Regions from separate parts of the Ovis canadensis genome. Here region 2 is linked to region 1. A link is a contact called in public Hi-C data. All regions are on one chromosome and are shown on one strand. Each heading gives the region's core, a stretch centred on a gene start, on an enhancer-like site or on the middle of the called end of the contact. The rest is flanking DNA. Distances are from core to core; before and after follow the strand shown.

Evidence for each region. Hi-C and Micro-C count contacts between places; a contact is called where the count stands out from the background.
Region 2: a contact with region 1 is called in a Hi-C map of lung, with 3 times the contacts expected there. The contact joins two enhancer-like sites. A contact is called at or near these places in 2 of 2 Hi-C or Micro-C datasets (fibroblasts and lung).

The regions. Positions count from the first base shown.
Region 1 is chr3:27,111,970-27,115,943 of ARS-UI_OviCan_v2, reverse strand. No RefSeq gene overlaps it. Among named protein-coding and RNA genes, the nearest start is that of OSR1, 370 kb to the left of the region's middle. Within about 2 kb of position 2,258, the one cell type or tissue checked has open chromatin away from gene starts, as enhancers often do. A contact at or near this core is called in fibroblasts, where this site is marked.
Region 2 is chr3:27,319,719-27,323,692 of ARS-UI_OviCan_v2, reverse strand. No RefSeq gene overlaps it. Among named protein-coding and RNA genes, the nearest start is that of OSR1, 160 kb to the left of the region's middle. Within about 2 kb of position 1,807, the one cell type or tissue checked has open chromatin away from gene starts, as enhancers often do. A contact at or near this core is called in fibroblasts, where this site is marked.

The DNA of each region.
Region 1 (3,974 bases), core at 1,009-3,508:
CAACAGAAAGATCAACTGATTTGAGATGTTAATCCTATCTGTAAAATCCTCTTACAACATCAGTATTTGAATAACCAGGAGAAGCAATGTGTATGCCAGAAGTCAGGCTCTTGGGAACCATTGTGAAATTCTGCCTACCACTGATGCCTGCTAAGTATGTGTGCTTTAAACGAACATATATTATTGTTTGGGGGTGTTCAGTATTCTCTATCTCTCTATTTAACCAAACTTACCAATTAAGCTGTTCAGATTCTTCATATTTTCTATATCTTTACTAAGTGTATATGCTTCAATGCATCGAGATCAATGTTAATTAATAGCCTGACATTTGTGAAAGTTGTGTAATCCCAGTAGTGAAATTTAAGACTTAAAAAAGTAGGGTCATTTAAAATTCCATCATCCACAAGAGGGACTTCTTTTCATCCTACATACATTTTGCTTCGCCTAGGACAGAGACTTTCTAGGACGTGCTAGTGGTAAAGAATCCACCGCCAATACAGGAGACACAAGAGGCATGGGTTCAATTCTCGGATCAGGAAGATCTCTTAGAATAAGAAATGGCATCCCACTCCATTCCTCTTAAGGGGAAAATTCCCCAGATGGAGAAGCCTGGCAGCTACAGTCCATGGGATCACGAAGAGTGGGGCATGACTGAGCAGCTGAGCACATCACATTCTGGTCTTGGGCTTCCCTGGTGGCTCAGACGGTAAAGAATCTGCCTGCAGTGCAGGAGACTTGGGTTTGATCATCCCTGGATCAGGAAGATCCCCTGGGGAAGGGAATGGCTGCCTACTCCAGGAGTCTGGCCTGGAGAATTCCATGGACAGAGGAGCCTGGCAGGCTACAGTCCATGGGGTCGCAGAGTCCCACACAGCTGAGTGACTAGCACTAACACTTAGGTCGGTTCTGTTTATGCCTATTGTTCCAGCATAAATCTCACTCCTACTGCCAAGATGCCAGTCCATGCTCTTGGAGAAAATGCCCAGTCCTTGAAGTCATCCTAAAAAAGTGCCTTAAAAACTACAAACAGTTGGCCATTTCACATATGCTTGTTATTGATGTGAGCAATATGGAGTTGACTGGAGGTACTGCATACCCTGGAACTCCTTTTGGGTATCTTGGTCGCATTTCAGTGTCACGTTTGCAAAAACCTTTATATCTGAGTAATTGAATGATAGTGACATCAACTTGATTCTTTGACCTGACCCTACAGTTATCTTTGTTGACACAAAGATGCATATCACATGTTGCATTTGAATCACTCAGCTCAGCCTTGGCAATGCTCCTACATTTTCTACTATGTGTCGTTCTAAAACTTCATAATGCTATTTTTGACAAGATTCCTGACTATATAGATCATTAAGACTAATGGCTACCACTCAAAGAACATTGGCATAAAATGCAAAATACATTTCACACTTTATTTACTTCTTATATTAACAGTATAAGCATTTCCTCTCTGTTTATAAGCAAAGAAATTGAGACACTATCTTTTCCCAGATATATATCATGAACTATCCAATGCTTCCTTCATCTACGGCTAATACTTGAAAGTACAACTTAGGCTTACTATGGTAAGAAGCTAGATTATCAAAAAAACAATGATCAGTTTGGGTTGAACCTATACAAAATTCAAGGCTTTAAATTATTTATTGTAAACATAATTTCTGAGCAAGGAAACCACTTAACCTGCTTTGGGAACTTGGAATTCTAAGATCTAAATGACAAATTTCCTGACGTCACAAGCCTAACAGTTTTGTGGGAGAGACAATTTTCAAAGACAAATATTGCAATATTTGGGGAAAAGTGACTTGCATGATGTTTGGCGTACAGATGGCATTAAAATATATATTATTTGAATAAATAAAACAAGGCATGCATGACAAAAGGAGCAAATGAAAGTACAATGCAAAGACCAAGGGAAGCATCGAGGAAAGAACTTCCTGCTTGGGAAGTTGGCAAAGGAGTCACTGAAGTGGTTACACTGAAACTGACTCCTGGAGCAAATGTGTGAGTTTTTATGTGAGGGCAAGAGAGGGCATTCAGAGCAGATGGAATAGTTTGGCAAGTGTATCAGCTATACTAAAAACAAAAACCATGACGTGTTCAGGAAGTGGGTTCAGTGATCTGGAAAGGGTTTCAGAATTTCATGGGCAGTATCTTATTTGTGTGAGGAGAAATATTAGCCTTGATAGCATTGCTGTTCATGACTCAAGTTGATTCATTTTGCAAAAAAGTACAGTGTTAATATCTCAGACCAACTTCTGAGTGCTTGTGGGTTGGGAATTGGAAGAGACCAGGGTTGAGATGGATGGAGGGAGTCTGACGCCATAAACCCAATTCTTCTGAGACTTTCACAAGATATTAGTCATTAAAGCTACTTGTCTTTGACTGAGAAAAGCCTCCTCTCTAGGAAGCATTCTCTTTGCCCACTATGTTCCAGTGAACAACAGTGTCAAACTCAGACCGTGGGGGCCACTCTTCCCTGACCACTCTGGTCTTAGGAAGGTCAGAGTCTGGTAACTACTGTGTTCTCAGAGACTCTTTAATATGAACTCTTCAAGGACTGTGTAGGAGTCCCTCTAGCTGCAGCATTCCTCTGAGGGGAAGAAAAGGGGCCACAGAGCTGCAATCCCATATCTAACAGAAGAAGTTTCTGGAATGGTGCTGTGTGGGAAGATTTGTTTCTGTGGAGGAGCCTTGTGAAAGGACACACAGACCAAACAAACAAAAAAGCTACAGATATGAATACACTTTCTGACACTTTTTTTTTCCTGAAAGATGAAGATTGATTTAGAGAACCTAAAGATATTACAATTCAATTCTTGTCCCTATAGTAACAAGGGTGAGAAAAACCATTAAAGTTCTGTGTGTGTGCGTGTGTGTGTGTGTGTGTGTGTGTGTGGTATCTGGCTACTGTACTTTAACAATAATTCCTCTTGACATTATACAAGGTCAGCAAGTCACCTCAAGACCACCCTGCTTGAAGATTTGCTCTCCACACAGGGCTGTATGGACTCTCTCAGCTGAGAAATGTCACCCAGCACCTTTCATATTTATGGTGACGCATAAACAGGAAACCAGTCCTGTCCATGACACTGGAACTTTTTCATATCTCAAATCCTTTCATGAAAATGAAAAAAAAAAAAAAAAGCGCACACCAAACCAAACAAAAGAATTTAGCTGCCTTATGCTCTCTGGGCCAAAATAAATATTGCCAAATTAGTAAGGCATACTGAACAAATTAAGCGCTAAATGCAAATTTATCGACTGAAATCCAATGGCAGACTCACCAAAGAGCGAACAGTGGTGGAGCACAGCCCTGTAAGTAGGTGTTTGTGTTGGCGAGCCTCTGCAGAGAGGCATGGGAACAGTAATACAAAAAAGAGAGCATTTCTGTTACACCCAAGATGAACAGTTTGTTTTAGAAAGTTCAAGTAAACAGTGTCTAACATATATTCACTGAATTCAGAACTTCAGTTGCTACCAAGAGGGAGATGAAAAAAAAAAAAAAAAAAACCCTGGCAAAATTTCTTAAAAAAAATCTCATTTGGAAATGTTCAAGTCAGCCTGATAAATCACTGGATGAGATGGAGATATTCTTACTCATCTCTGAGCCATGAATAAGCCCCATCAGTACTTCACCAAGGCAAACAAGAGATTTTCCCGAAAGATTATTCAAAACCTTACAAAACAAGAAGATTTATCTTAATGATTTCTAATGTCCCCAGTGGAACATATATGATGTATCTGTTTAAGTTACGGGCATCGTTTTATGAAGTCCAAGTTTTAAAAGTTGCGTAGGTATTGCTTTAGTTCAGTGACTGATTTGGAGGTGGGAGGGTTGGCGTAGAGAGTGGGTATATTCGTAACTGCTTCGTTGTTTTCCTCCTGACCATGCACTCAGTGACCTCTCTTCTTTGGTCAGGTTCTCTCATCCCCTTTAATACGAAACATCCTAAGAGTCATAATTT
Region 2 (3,974 bases), core at 558-3,057, 210 kb before region 1:
ACACGCAATACCCAGAGGACCTCTGAGGACCTGAGAGAGCCTCATTCAGTCCCTTTAGTCTCTTGAGGGGGCGGGGGGGGGGGGGGGGTCCATCTTTCTCACGGAAGAGGGAATGGCAACCCACTTTAGTGTTCTTGCCTGGAGAATCCCATGGTCAGAGGAGCCTGGTAGGCTACAGTCCATGTGGTCGCTAAGAGTCCGACAGGATTGAGCTACTAACATTCACTCACTCATCTTTCTCAAGGATTGACTGCTGCTGCTGCCCTCCTGTCCCTCACATTGCACCACTTCCAACCTCCCCAAGACACACAGGACCTCTGCAGGAACTCAAGGACTTCACAAAGACTTGAAGGTGGGGGGCGGGGGACTGCCAGGGAAGATTTTTGTTTCTGGCCCATCCAGCTTTGGTACCGTGAATCCCTGACCCTGCCCTCCATCCCTAGGCCCTGGCCACGGAGAAACAGTCAGTATGAAGTGTGCATCCTTGGCAAAAAAGAATTCCTAAGCGCAGAGTTTTGGGCGATGAGGTGGGAGGGGGGCAGAGTGCTGCCCAGAGACCGCCAACCTGTTCCTAATGCCTCTATCATCCTGGTGGAACCAGAAGCCACTTCAGTGCAGCTCGCCTGCAGTCTGCCTCATGGCAGGGGTTTCATAGATTGATCAGTAACAGCAACTGCAAAGGGAAGGGCAAGCCTGGTCCCGGGGCCACCAGATCCCACACAGGCTACAATTTCCTGACCATACTCTGTAGATCATAGAAAAGCAACCAGACGGTTAGAAATGCTGGGTGGGTTTTATTGCCTGTTCACTCTGCAGGTGGCTAATTTTTTCCCCGCCACAGCTCTGGAAGATTCCATCCTGCCCTCACTCTGCCACCCCCACCTCCATTTTCAGACATGAAGTAAGCTTCCTTTGGCCTCACTTGCCTAGCGTGGCTTGGGCCGGTAGAGTTCGGCTGGAACCCTTCCCAAAGCTGCTAGGCCTGCAGGTCCTCTTTAGCTCAGGGGTGCGGGAAACTACCCGGCTGGACTTCTGTAGGCACAACAGACCCTTGGTGCAGCCTGGAGCTCCCCTAGCGCTGTTCTGGGAAGAGAATCAGGAGCGCCCTGGGGAAGAGAACAGCCCTCAGGGGCTTCTTCGTAGAGGACGGATTCAGGTTCCACCTCCTCCTTCCGGAATGTAGCTAGGGGGTTTGGGGCGCACGAAGGGCCTTTTACCCGCTGCCCTTGTCTCCGGATTCAGGACTAGCATAGGGTCCTCGGGGGATGGAGAAAGGCAGTGGGATGGTGCAGGGCTCCTTGATGGCACCTCATCTCCGAGAACATGGGACCTGTGATATCATCCCCACCCCATCCCCTGGAGCCTCGGCATCCTGAGAACAGGCTCAGAGGCGTCCCACCCCACCTCCCAGAGCACGATGTCGCTGTGACGTCAGGGCATCCTCCCGCTGCCACAGTGATGTCACACAGGCCTCGGGCAGGAGCGCAAGGGCTCCGCGAAGCCTGCAGCGGTATCTCATTTACGTCCTTCCATGGCGTCACAGAGGGGCCACGCCTGGAGCAGTGACACTATGCTTCCACACTTCCCGGTCCCGCCCCTCAAATCCTGCCCATAAAGGCGCCAAGAATGGGTTGGTCCCCCAGCGACAGACTCTGCAGACTCGAAGGGTGCGCAGCTGCCCTTAGTGAAGGAGGATACCCGGAAGCCTCTGCCTTTGGGATCCGGGTGGTTTGGAACAGTCGCCCTGCGCCAGGGTTTCAGGGAACCAACTGTCGCCCCGCCCACCTAGCCGGGTCCCTACCCACCCGCCTCTCCGCCCACTACGCAGGCCCGGCGCGCAGGCGCAGCTGGAACTCAGCGCCTAGAGTCGTGGGGCGCGGGAGCGCCGCTTCCACGCGCAGTGTCAGGCGGCTGCTGAGTTACGTGCCCCACTTTCAGGGGTCACAAACTCCGGGTAACAGTGGCCCAGCGGACATATCCAGCCATTGGTACATGGGAGCACTAGAGATGCCGACGAGGAAGAGGGCATTTCTGGTTTAACGCTGGCTGGAGACTTTTGGAGTTCCTTTGGCGTTTCTCGAGTCCACCGCAGCCGAGTTCCTAAGGAAGTCCCGGGATTCCAGACGGCAGCGCTGGTGCGGCCTGGCCCCGCTCTAGATGAGAGAGTCCACTGCGTCCCTAGCCTTTTTGGGCCGGGTCTCTGAGGCAGAGGTCTGGGACTCCCCACCCCGGCGGAACTCTTAGGGGCACAGACCTGGTCACCCACCCTGTGCGTTCAGCCCAGCTTGGGGGGCCACTTCTAGGATCAAACTGGTGGTCGGGCCCAGTTTGCATAGGTTTCAGGTGGAAAATTCACTAGGGACATGAGATTACTATCTCATGGAGATCAAACCTCTTGTCAGTGGCAGAGGATGAGTTAGAATCTGTGCTTCCTTTGTGGCCTGAAAATGCACTTCCAGCTTTGCCTGCCGCTCACAAGCTTTGAGCAAGGTCCCTAACACTTCTCTGAGCCTCGAGATGGGGGTAATACTCTTCCCACCTACCGCATTCGGTTAATGTAGAGGGCAAAGTCGTACATGTTTTCTGTCATTTATTCACTGCTTGAACCAAAACCTGGATCCTAGTATAATGCAGAACAACTCGCGCATTTACGAAGCAGCATGTAAAAGTATTATTAGAAATAATAACGCTTCGCAGGGTGCTAAAGTAGTCTGCCTGTCAAACTGCCATATTCCTGGGTGAGTCTTTGTCTTCAGTTTATCATAGCCCGGGGATTTATCATAGCCCACTTTATCATAGTCCATTCATGAAATGGGTTGGAAAAAGAGTATCTGATTTGGACTATTGTTTTGTTTTTAAATAAACAACAGAATCTTATTTCTTACAGTTCTGGAAGTTGGAAGCCTGCGATTAGGCTGCCAGCATGTGGACTGGTGATCTTGAAGCCTTCCGGAAAACTTTGAAAGAAGCTTTTTTCTTTCTTTTTTTTTTTCTGACTCCATGGAGACAAATAGATTAATCAGTTCACAGATTATGGTTATCTTTGGTTGAGAGAGGAAGTCAGGAGACAAATGTAAGTGCCCTGCTCACCACTCCTTTGAGGCATATGCTTAGGGAAGAAAAAAAATCACCCTGGGGCAGACTTCGGTGTGGGTCAGGGGCCTATGTATGTGACAGGTGTCACTTAATAAGAGTAGGGATATTTCACTCTGCAAACACCTCCCACTATAGTCTTCTTCGGATCTGTGCTTCCTTTGGTTTGTGTTGGAGTGTCCTAGCCTACAGAAAAGCTTGTCGCACAATAGTATTATAGGGACACATTTGCAGGAATGTTTCTGTCACCCAGCCACCCAAGCCCTGGCCATCTGCTGCGATTTTTTTGAACATTGTTTTATTTGAAGTATAGTTGATTTACAATGTTGTGTTAAGTTCGGCTGTATGGCAAAGTGATTCAGTTATATGTATGTATATTATCATTATTAAAATCATATCATTTTAATATTCTTTTATTATGGCTTATCATTGGATACTGAATATAATTCCCTGTGCTATACAGTGGGACCTTGTTGTTTATCCATTCTGTTAACCCAACCTCCCACTCCATCCCTCCTCCAACCCCCTCCCCCTTGGCAACCTCAAGTTTGCTCTTTATGTCCCTGAGTCTGTTTCCATTTCATTTGTGTCATATTTTAGGTTTCACGTATACGTGATATCACGAGGTATTTGTCTTTCTCACTTACTTCACTTAGCATGATAATATCTAGTTGCATTTACTGCTGCAAATGGTATTATTTCATTCTTTTTATAATGGTTGGGCAGTATTCTGTTGTGTATTTATATATATGCTGCATCTTCTTTGTCCATTCATCTGTGCTTCCATTCTCAGCCATTTTTCCTGACCAGTGCTGGTTCCAGCTCCTGCAATAAGAATATAAAAGGACATAAAAGTGGGATGGTTTGAGATGGATGAAAGA